Linked DNA regions of Mus musculus: region 2 is linked to region 1. The links are chromatin contacts, called in public Hi-C maps. All regions are on one chromosome and are shown on one strand. The core of a region is the stretch at or near the end of the contact, and the rest is flanking DNA. Distances in the headings are between cores, read along the strand shown.

The links. Hi-C and Micro-C count contacts between places; a contact is called where the count stands out from the background.
Region 2: a Hi-C map of adipose-derived mesenchymal stem cells shows a contact between it and region 1, with 2.1 times the contacts expected there. The contact joins two enhancer-like sites. A contact is called at or near these places in 6 of 484 Hi-C or Micro-C datasets (the HPC-7 cell line, the N1E-115 cell line, adipose-derived mesenchymal stem cells and 3 more), 1 of 115 datasets of contacts at active chromatin or transcription factors (embryonic stem cells) and 1 of 9 other capture datasets (embryonic stem cells).

What each region holds. Positions count from the first base shown.
Region 1 is chr14:117,678,432-117,683,802 of GRCm38.p6, forward strand. All of the region lies in intron 4 of Gpc6 (glypican 6), which reads left to right. Among named protein-coding and RNA genes, the nearest start is that of Gm52111, 100 kb to the right of the region's middle. Within about 2 kb of position 3,315, at least 25 of the 459 cell types and tissues checked have an H3K27ac peak or open chromatin away from gene starts, as enhancers often do. A contact at or near this core is called in adipose-derived mesenchymal stem cells, where this site is marked.
Region 2 is chr14:117,928,277-117,933,747 of GRCm38.p6, forward strand. All of the region lies in intron 6 of Gpc6 (glypican 6), which reads left to right. Among named protein-coding and RNA genes, the nearest start is that of Gm52110, 21 kb to the left of the region's middle. Within about 2 kb of position 2,470, at least 140 of the 459 cell types and tissues checked have an H3K27ac peak or open chromatin away from gene starts, as enhancers often do. A contact at or near this core is called in adipose-derived mesenchymal stem cells, where this site is marked.

The DNA of each region.
Region 1 (5,371 bases), core at 2,065-4,564:
AAAATGTGAGCTCATATCCTCAGATAAACCATTAAGAGTTTGGCTACATGTAAATAAATTCAAATGTCAGTTAAGTGTGTCCTGGTAGAGTAACCCTGTATTTGATGAAGAAACTAAATAGACTTAGAATTCCTCTTAGCAGTCCATGCAGTTTTGTTTACTCATTTGTTTTGTTGGAAGGGGATTAAAGACTTTATTCAGACCTTGGGATTATTATTAGCCCTTCTAAAGCTGACATTGAGACCTGAGGAGATATTTGCTATGCTCAAGCTTACAAAGCTCCTTTGGAGAACTCTGGTGCAGTGCTTCTCATACAGTGGGAAATTACTTGAAGACACTGCTTTAGACTTAGACCATGGGTACCAAAGCTAAGGTAGTCAGGAGAGGATCACAAGTAGGAAGAAGGATACCATGTCTGCAGCTGAAGTACAAGCTTATGCCAAGGACAAAGGAAGTAAACCCACCATAGGGATTTGACTTTCGTAAACCATGGTACAGATTCGGAGTGGGGGAGGGGTAAAAACAGGTGATGTACTCTGGCTTTGTCTTGGCTTTTGAGAGTGAAGCAGTAATTAGGATAACTCAGCAAGCGTTGTTGCTTTTTTGTTTCTTATGTTTTCTTTTTAATCAGTATATAATGTTGTATTAGTTACTTTTTTGGTGCTGTGATAAATACCAAACCAAAATTGAGGAAGAGGGAAGAGCAGGAGGAAGAGGAGGAGAAGGAGGAGGAAGAGGAGAAGGAGAAGGGGGGGAGGAGGAGGAGGGGGAGGAGATAGTATGCTGAGAAAAACCCTCAAAGCCAGCCCCGATGTTGTACTTCCTTGGATGAGGCTTTGTCTTTTTATTTATTTATTTATTTATTTATTTTGAGACAGTGTTTCTCTGTGTAGCCCTGGCTGTCGTGGAACTCACTCTGTAGACCAGGCTGGCCTCGAACTCAGAAATCCGCCTGCCTCTGCCTCCCAAGTGCTGGGATTAAAGGTGTGCGCCACCACCACCGGGCAAGGCTTTGTCTTACAGACTTCATGGCATCCTCAAACAGCACTACCACTGAGCACAGAATGTTCTGTCTGTTACAGGAGCCTATAGGAGACATTTCTCATCCAAAACACCACAAATGTATTAAATCTCATTCCGGCACTTTTAAAACAAGGTGTATCTTTGGAAATTAGTTGCCTGGAGACCACTTGGAATGGGTTTCTTATGACACAATAGAGGACAGGAATAGCATCCTTTCTACCATATCTTTTGCTCTCTGTTTCCTTAAATAACGCTGTTGTGAAAATACATGGAAAATGCATTTAGTGTTTATTGGTTACCCATCCTTAGAATTAAAACTTCAATAACATGTGGTGACTTACTTCCTAAGTTCTAAATAGTAACTTCCAGTGGGTTATTGAAGACAATAGTGGCTCGTTCTTCCTATGAAGCCCCTGAATTCCTTTTCTCTTTTGTTCTAGTTTTCTGTCTTTCTTCCTTTGCCTGTTTTTTTTTTTTTTTTTTTTTTTTTTTTTTTTTTTTTTTTTTTTTTTTTTTAGAATGACCAAATATGACTTTCTCTTGTGTGGACTTTCAAATGTCCTTGTCCATCTGACCTAGTCACTTACTCATACTTTGTTGTTGACAGAAGCTTCAGGGCAGCATTAAACAGTGATTCCCCAGCAGCATGCAGTCGTGTCCTTTGTGAGTCACTTCTTTCCCAAGGTCCTGGGTGATATGGGACAGTAAGTGACAGGGAGCTGGCATTCAAGTGGGTTTACCACCCTGCAAGGGCAATCTGAGAGAACTTGGCTTAAGTGAGGTCAGGTGGATCGAAACATGAAGCCTGGCCTCCTGTCACTGCACGCTCTAGACAAGCCATCACATGAGGTTTTGGTTTAGGTTTTTTGTTTTGGTTATTGTTGTTGTTGTTGTTTTAACAAGGGACTTCTATTAAAGATAATATTCTGCATGCTTTAGTAAAACTATAAAACGTTTCCAATGGCTTCCTAGAAATACAGGGGAGGAAGGGTATTATAACCTAGTTAACAGAAAACTGGGACCCAAGGATAACACTAGCTTCACGAAAGGCCAGAATGAAACATGTCAGGAGCTGAAATCTGAGACATGTGATAAACTGTAACTCATGCAACTGTATTTTCACACTTTCTATACAAAATACAAATGATCACCAGAAACCCTAAGAGTCCCAACCTCAAAGAAAAGTGATCTCGGGGTGAATGAAAGCAAAGGGCTTTGTCTGATAACTGCGTTAATAGGAAGCAATTTTCTAGTGAGTTATTATGAATAAAAATGGCAGGTTTATTTATTTAATCAATATTGGCCTTTGATTATTATTTGGGGTGAGGCTTGCCTATGACAGAGGACAGCTTTCAATAATCAATCATTTTCTTCTACGTTGTAGCAATAGGGTTCCTCTTGTTTTAGCCATGTGGCACTGTCTGGGTTAGATGGCCTGGGAACTTCTGGGTGATATTCCTGTCTGGCCACCCTCATGACTTTAGGAACACTGGGGTGCAGATTAGTACTGTCCATCTGGCTTTGTATGTGGGTTTTGGACTTTAAACTCAATTCACCAGGTTTTCATGATAGTGTTTGTACCATAACGCCCACACAGAGACTTGTGTCTTTATGTACCAGACCATCTTCATAGTAGCGGAAGGAAAGGTAAAACCGTTAATTACCTTGCCTTAAAACTGACTTTAGTTTTGTCCTATAGTTGCATACTCCATGAAGCACACTGGAAAATAAGATAAAGTCTGACCTTGAATTGAGAACTAACTCAAGACAGATTTTGGAAAAGGGAAACATTCCTTGACGATTTATTGAATTATAAAGAAGAAAGCTCAGCTCCTGCACTCTGACACACAGACAGCCGGAATGAACGGGTGGTGTTGGAAGGTATTCAGACACATCCCCTCTTGGGGAAATAGATGAATGGGTAGACCTAAGAAATTCTGCCTTTCATGTTTGGAGATAAGCCAAGAATCGGGCAGAGGGCTGCAAGCCATTGTAAGTGTCAAAGCCTGTGTGTGCTGGGAAAGAGAGCAGAGCCAAGGCATGTAAAACAAGGCCAGCATGATTAAGTCAACTCTGAAGAATAGAATACACACCAGGCCTCAGAAACAGAAGCAAATTAGAAGAAAAAAATGTGGCTTTTAGCCAGGATAGCGTAGAAAGCAGGAACAGGACTGAAATGTTTCAAGTATGTGTGATTAACTACTTGAAACCACAGAAGAAACCTTATGTGTCTCAACGATGCACCATGCAGCAGGCCCTGTCACTCTCCCTGCCTCAACTGTGGACACCATGCCTAGCAGGCTGTTGATAAGGATAATGACTGCTCAGGAGAGATTTAGTAGCCTGCCAAAGGTCACTTAGTTCATACATCATAAATCAGATCCTTATGGCTTCGGACCTAATGGTTCCTTAATGCCTGGTTCCCTTCACTGGGGATAAATGACCGAAGGGGAAATAATCCATCTTTCTGTATGTGACTCTAACCTTGGTATCCTTTGACTTTGCTGTGCTTCGGGATCTAGTACTACATCAGAACTGGAACTGTGAGGATCTTGAGAGATCCCTAGCAGCAGTCATTTGTGGTCACAGGAGCAGCTTATAGAGTGTTGTTGGTCTGGCTTTTTACATCTTCTCCAGCCAATGCCTTGAACACTCTGCTAATGTGGAAGGGCATCTTGTGTAAGAGATAGCCGAAGCCTATGAGCTTTTCCAGGAGACCTTCTGTTGCACTAGGACATCCAAAGGTTAGCAGGAGCCTAAGCCTCCATTCCTCCTTTGAGAAACAAACCATGTCCACTGTTAACTTTGAGCTGAGACATTATTATTTAACATAATGATTATAAATAATAAGAGTGTGACATCAGGTGAATGCTTAAAAAGCAACTATATGAATTATAAAGAATAGTTATATTTTATTACCCTTATATGAAGTTTACCTTAATATCTTAAGTTTTAAGAGAATTCATAGGAACCTTTAGGGAGAAAAAAAAAGGGATATGTAAATTTTACTGCCGAGTATAGCATCTTTATTGGCAGAAGCCAGAGAAGATTCAATCCTGATTCTGACAGGATTTATTATTATGGTTATTTTACATTAACCTTTAAATTATTATATGTATAATATGTTTTAAACATTCATGCACTGTAGAATATTGGCAAGTATCACCTTAGATATTTATTGTCTATAAGAACATGAAGCATTAATATATCATCAACTATATGACAAATCTCTCGAACTCACTCTAATCTAGCAGTCCTCAAATGGGTGTGACCCCTTTGGGCTAAATTGCATGTTATGAATCAACAATGAAACATTTCTATGGTTGATGGTTGCCACAACATTAGAAAGGTTGGGAACCACTGCTCTAACATTTGACCAACATCTTACCGCCTCCCTCAACTACACCCAGCCACAGCCACCTTTCTCCTCTTTACTTCTACACAATCAATTTTCCGCGTTTTCAGTATGAGGGGGAACATTTGGATTTTCTCTTACTGTGCCTGGCTTATTTCATTTAACACAATGCCCTTCAATTTCATGCACACAGACACTCTGGACAGCAGCCCTTTTCAATCGCCAAACCGCATTGTGTTGCATCTAGATATCCCATTCTATTTCGCTGTCTATTTGATGGACCCTGGGACTCCTTGTATCAACTAAACTGTGATGAAGAAAACTCTACAGATTCGTCACAGCCGGTTTTATTTCATTTGGATATAGCATCCATGATGAAACCAAAGAGTGAAACGTAAAGGTTCTGCTTTTATGTTCTCAGGGTTGTGTTGTTGTTGTTTGTTTGTTTGTTTGTTTATAATTTTTTTGTCTTGCCAGCTTGTATATATGTGCACTACCCACAAGTATGATGCCCATAGAGGCCAGAAGAGGGCATTGAAGTTACAGGTAGTTGTGAATTGTCGCATAGATGCTGGGACCAGAATCCATTTCATTGCCAAGTGCTCTTAGCTGCTGAGCCTTTCTGCGGCTTCATGATAGTTCAGTTCTTATACTTTTGAGAAATCTCTACCACTTGCACACATCAGTGGCACCTACTTGCATCCTGCAGACTGTCTACAGGGTATGTCCCCCACTTGCTAGCCTGCACATTTTATATTTGACTTTTGCGAATAACCATTATTTCAGCAGTACAAATAGGTCTTGTTGCTTCTCTTTTTTCATTTCTCACATAAAATTAGTGAAAGTGCATATTTTGGTTTGGTTTGGTTTGGTTTGGTTTTGGCCATCTGTTGTCATACAGACAGAAATCTGATTCAGGCCATTTCTCCATTTATAAATGTGTATTCTTCTTTGGACTTACATGAATTTCTTATGTTTTTGAGGATATTAACC
Region 2 (5,471 bases), core at 1,220-3,719, 250 kb after region 1:
AACACGCCATTTCTTCAGTGTTTAACTCACAAGCCACTTCATTCAAGAGACCTTCCTTAGTCACAGGCTTCTAAGCATTTAAGTCAAGTGGCATACGCCATTGTCACAGTCTGGAGGAAACATTCCTTATGAATCTGTCTTTATCTCCTCTAGGTTTTAACGCTGTGTTCATCCAAGGTACTCGGTATCTCATTAAGATTCCTAAAGTCCAGGGCAAGAAGTTGCTCAACGGTTTCTCTTTGGCAGCTGTGGTGGCAGAATTGTTCTCACTGGTGTGCTTAGCACAGAGATTGAAGCCCTGCTGCTCTTCAAATAAAAAAAAATATGAATATGCTGGGAACTTCTCTATTTCTTAGAGAATGTGGTCTTTCTAATTTCACACACCTGGTGGCTGAGTCTCTTAGCATCTCCCTCCTCACTATCCCAGCTCCCATCTCCAAACCAGAGACAACTCCTCTTACGGGGTATTTCAGTCTTGGCCACATATTATGATCAACCACCTGGGACTTCTAAAAATTCCACAGGCTCAGGTTGTGTTCCAGATGGAGCGATTTCTCCATGGGTGTTGGTCCAGACTTGGTATTCTTAAAAGTCCTCTATGGTTCCAGGATGATTCCAGGCAGGTGTTGAAGCTCTGTGCTGGGAAACATCTCTGAGCCTGGCTACTTGTCAGAGTGGGGAAAGTAGACTAACTGTGGTCATGGCACCTGTAACCTCAGCACTGGGAAAACAGAGGCAGGGGGATTGCTGGGAGTTCAAGGCCAACCTGATATGCACAGTAAGTTACAGACCAACCAGGGATACATTGCAAGACCCTGTACTACACAAAGAAAACCAAGGGGAGGAGCAGCCACAGCACACAGAGCAATTTGAACAGGGCTCACTCATCCGAGCTATGCATTCACACTGGCATCCCACCGTGGATCCTGCTGTAAAAATTTTATATGTCTTATATATACATGTTTTTATATATGTGCCTTAACTGTGTCTTTTGGAGAAAGTGATACAATTCAAAGACATATATGTGTATGTAAGATATCTATTGATCTCCCTGTTCTATACAGAATGGAATGAAAGATCCATCTTGTGGAAGTGCCTGGAAGGAAGAATTGGTACACAGAGGCAGTGGGGCATCTTCTAGGACAGTCTGGGAAGCTAGAAAACACACAAGAAAAAGCTGATATCTCAGCAGAAGGTGAAGGATAAACAGGAGAGGATACAGAACAGGAGTCGGCAGTAGGCAAGAGATCCACAGACAAATGTCACCCTCTCAGGCACAGGGCTAACTGTGCATGAGTGTCTGACATTAGTAGACTGTGACTTTTAAAAAGCATAATGGTTGTGGTCTGAAGAGATGGCTGGGTTGGTAAAATGCTAGCTGTGCATGAGGACCTGGGTTCTATCCCGCAGAACCCAGCAAGTAAGCTGGGGAAATGTGCACCTATGTAGCACCAGAGTTGGAGAAATGGAGGCAGGAGGCTCATGGGGCAGACAGACTAACCCAACTGGTTAGTTAGCTCCTGGTCCAACCAAGAGATCCTGTCTCAAAATAGAACTCGAGAATGATTAATGAAAATATCCAACATAGAGAGAGAGAGAGAGAGAGAGAGAGAGAGAGAGAGAGAGAGAGAGAGAGAGAGAGAGAGAGAGCGCAGACTTTCCGGGCAGGGAGCAGGTGAGTTTGCATTTATGTTTCAGTGCCTTCTGCACTCACTTCCTGTACCCCGCACATATTAGCACACGGCTCTCTCACAGAAAAGGCCAGCAGCACCTACTCAAACCAGAAACACAAAGGAGAAAGGTGAAGAGTGGGAGGAGCCCCATAAAGACAGAGTCATAATAATAATAAAAAGTCTATGGATGGCAACTTTCCCCCAAGCTTCCATAAAACACCGCCTAGGGACACAGATCCCCAGCGAGCCCTCTGCATTCTTCTGCTTAATGAGAATTTCTGAGAACCAAATCTGCCCAGAGTGAATCCTCAGGAGGCAGTGCTTTATACAGCTGTCCCATGTCACACTGGTTCTGAGACAGACCAGCTCCTGAAGTCCCAGTGTCTTCTGTGGGAACACAAAACTATAGGAAAGTGATGGGAGGCTCCAGGGAGTTAAGATGGCACATCTGGGCCCGTGATTGAGCCTCTAATTCACTCAACCACAATCTCCCTAGGGGTGGGGGGTGGGAACTCGCTTCCTTATCCCCCCCCCCAAAACCAAGAGGAATAGCAATCAGCCCTTGCCTGAATAGGGAGGTCAGCTCAAATGACAAAAGCTCCTAAAGAATGTGAATCTGTGGCTAGGTCACTGGTCTGAGCTGCCCTCCATGACCTCGGCCCACCACGCTAACTCCCTCGGTCTCAGATTTAAATAAAAATAACCAGACATGAAACAGTGAAGAGCTGTTACTAAGGGAATCGGATCCTTGGTAGCGTATCCTCATGAATTTCCCTGATGGGGTTGAGTCAGCACTGGATGTCTCAGAAACATTCCAGACGATTTCGAAGAGGCAAGGGCAGACGGGTAATTAAACCACACAGTCAGGAAGCCTTGGAAACAGAGAACAAAGGGCGAGGGAAGGAGAAGAAAAGAAACATAGACAGCAAAACAAGACCCAGAGGTGGGAAACCAGGGTTCGGTGGTGGCAGGCTGGGGCTTCCTGGGATGCTGCGCGCCCTTCTTCTATGCTCCTCTGTGTTTACTGAAGAGTGGCTTTTGCCCTCTCTGCAGAGCCTCAAGGCTGAGGAAAGGTGTAAGGGCTGTATGTAGGCAGTTGGTCTGGAGATGGCTCCACCTTTAAGGAAATAGGCTGAGGAAACAGATGAAGGCAGTCTGGCAATGCTGTCAGGAAGGGGATTGGGTTGGCCTACAGCTCCCTGGGCCACTCCCTGCGCTCCTCAGGCTGAGACACTCAGCACTGCTACTCAGCAGTAAGATTGTGTTGTATGAAACGAAGAAGCCAGGGCGAAACTGCATACAGGCAGATGGGGCTGGTGGCTTCTCTGTGCTCCTGAAAAGTCATTCTCCCTTGTCACCAGCCTGCTCCACCCTGGAAGCCTGATGAGTCAGTGTATCCAAGGCCTCTAAGGGCTCCAGCTAGTCTTGGCCTGAGGAGGCATCACAGAAGCGAAGAGAGGAGCGCGAGGTCTCCCATGTTCCCCACTTGGTCCTATAAAACTGCAGCACATTGGCAGAGCACAGCTGGAAGCCAGTTTCCCTTCTAAGCCTATCCAGGGCTCCTGCCACACACACACACACACACACACACACACACACGGGCACACACACACACACGGGCACACACACACACACACACACACACCATCACGAAGCATGCCGTTCTTGAGCTGAGGCTCTCTGTGATGCTGCTCTGCTGTGGACCAGGAGCCAGTGCATCTGTCCAGACAGCCCTGCAGTCTGCCAAGAGACCCACTTCCACATCTTTACCCAAACCTTGTTTTTTCGTAACTTTACTATGTGACAAACCATGAGCGTTTGTAACGGGAGATTGCTTCATCCTCCCTCATCCCCAGACCCTGGAGAAAACGAGATGCTTCTCCTCAATTGGGGATTTGGGAGAGAAAAATAAAATAAAACAATCCAGATCTGGGTCGGCAAAAAGCCTGCTTGCTGAGTGTAATGAGGCCTCTCTGCTAATTAACACGTTCCTGTGGAAAAGGCAAGTGTGAGAACATATATATCCCTCTCTCGACGGCGCCATCGCAAATTCCGTAAAGCATCACTTATCCCTTCGACCTGGAGCAGGGAGCACACATACTGAAAATTAAAATTCCAGAAATTGTCTGAAACGCTCAAAATTCAACAAGTCACCTGACAGCACTAGTTAAACTTCTTGGGCTGTTAATTAGCATAGACATTAGCATCCACGTATTCCACCGACCCTGGATCAAAAAATATTAAAAAATTAAAAAAAAAAAAACATACTGTTCCGAACATACGAGGACCTCTTCATCGCTATTCCCTAAATCAGTGTAACAACTGTTTACACAGTGTTCACGTTGGACAGGGAATACTAAGCAACCTGAGCTTAGAACTATGAACGGGACTGGGCGTGGCTCGGCAGTAGACTAAACAATAGGCGTGGTGCCTGAAATTCCAGCATTAGGGAGGTAGAAGCATAAGCATCACATGTTCGAGGCCATCCTCCACTACATGGTGATTGGTCGGGGCCATCCTCCACTACATGGTGATTGGTCGGGGCCATCCTCCACTACATGGTGATTGGTCGGGGCCATCCTCCACTACATGGTGATTGGTCGGGGCCATCCTCCACTACATGGTGATTGGTCGGGGCCATCCTCCATTACATGGTGATTGGTCAGGGGCCATCCTCCACTACATGGTGATTGGTTGAGGCTATCCTCCATTACGTGGTGATTGGTTAAGGCCAACCCCCACTATAAAGTGATTGGTTGAGGTTTTCCTCCACTCTGTAGTGATTGGGTGAGGCTATCCTCCACTATAAGGTGATTGGTCGAGACCATCCTTCTCTACATACTAATGGGAGGACTTGCCCTTGTTCAATCCTTCTACTTTATCCTTTTTAACCAGAAGAGTACAAGGAATGGTAGAACATACGGATGGATGAAAAATTTCAGCCCAGCCTACTCCCCAGCTTCTCTCGGCCTGCAGAATCTTTGCGTGGAAGGATGAAGAGGATGTGGAAAGGGAGAAAGGAAAGACATCTCTCTCAGCATACTAAAAAAATACTTCTCGGGGCTGGTGAGATGGCTCAGTGGGTAAGAGCACCCGACTGCTCTTCCGAAGGTCAGGAGTTCAAATCCCAGCAACCACATGGTGGCTCACAACCATCCATAACAAGATCTGACTCCCTCTTCTGGAGTGTCTGAGGACAGCTACAGTGTATTTACATATAATAAATAAATAAATATTAAAAAAAATACTTCTCAGTAGCATGGGCAAAGGTTTGAGCAAGCGGGGAGTCTTGAGAGGAAAGCAGTTCTAAGAAGCTGCAGCTAACTGAAGTGCAAAGTGTGCTGTAGAGGTGCTAGCTAGCTAGCTTGTGACAGGTGTGGCCAGCACCATGCCTATCTCTCGGTCATTAGCAGCCAGACCACCGCTCAGCTGGGCGGTACCCCCAGAATCATTCCATTCCTTTTTGTCCTCACCTGGGCAGTTCTGTCACCTTCCATGGATATTCAATGGAAAAAGGTCTAGCTGCTGCAAACTACAGGCAATTCAGTCTTATGAGCTCTCTCTGCTCACGTAGGTTTTCCAGTCCTGTGGGATCTGCTGGGATCCACCCACTCCTCTCGCAATAGTGCCTACCTCTGTAACCTAGGCACTTCCGTTTCAATGATTGCAAAATACTTTCCAAGCCCAAGAGGACCCTATCCACATGAGACGTTGAATATGAAGATCACCTTCTTAAGGCCTTGACCCATCCACTCACCGCATCACACATTCCTTCCTGTTTTCTCTCATTTTAACTGG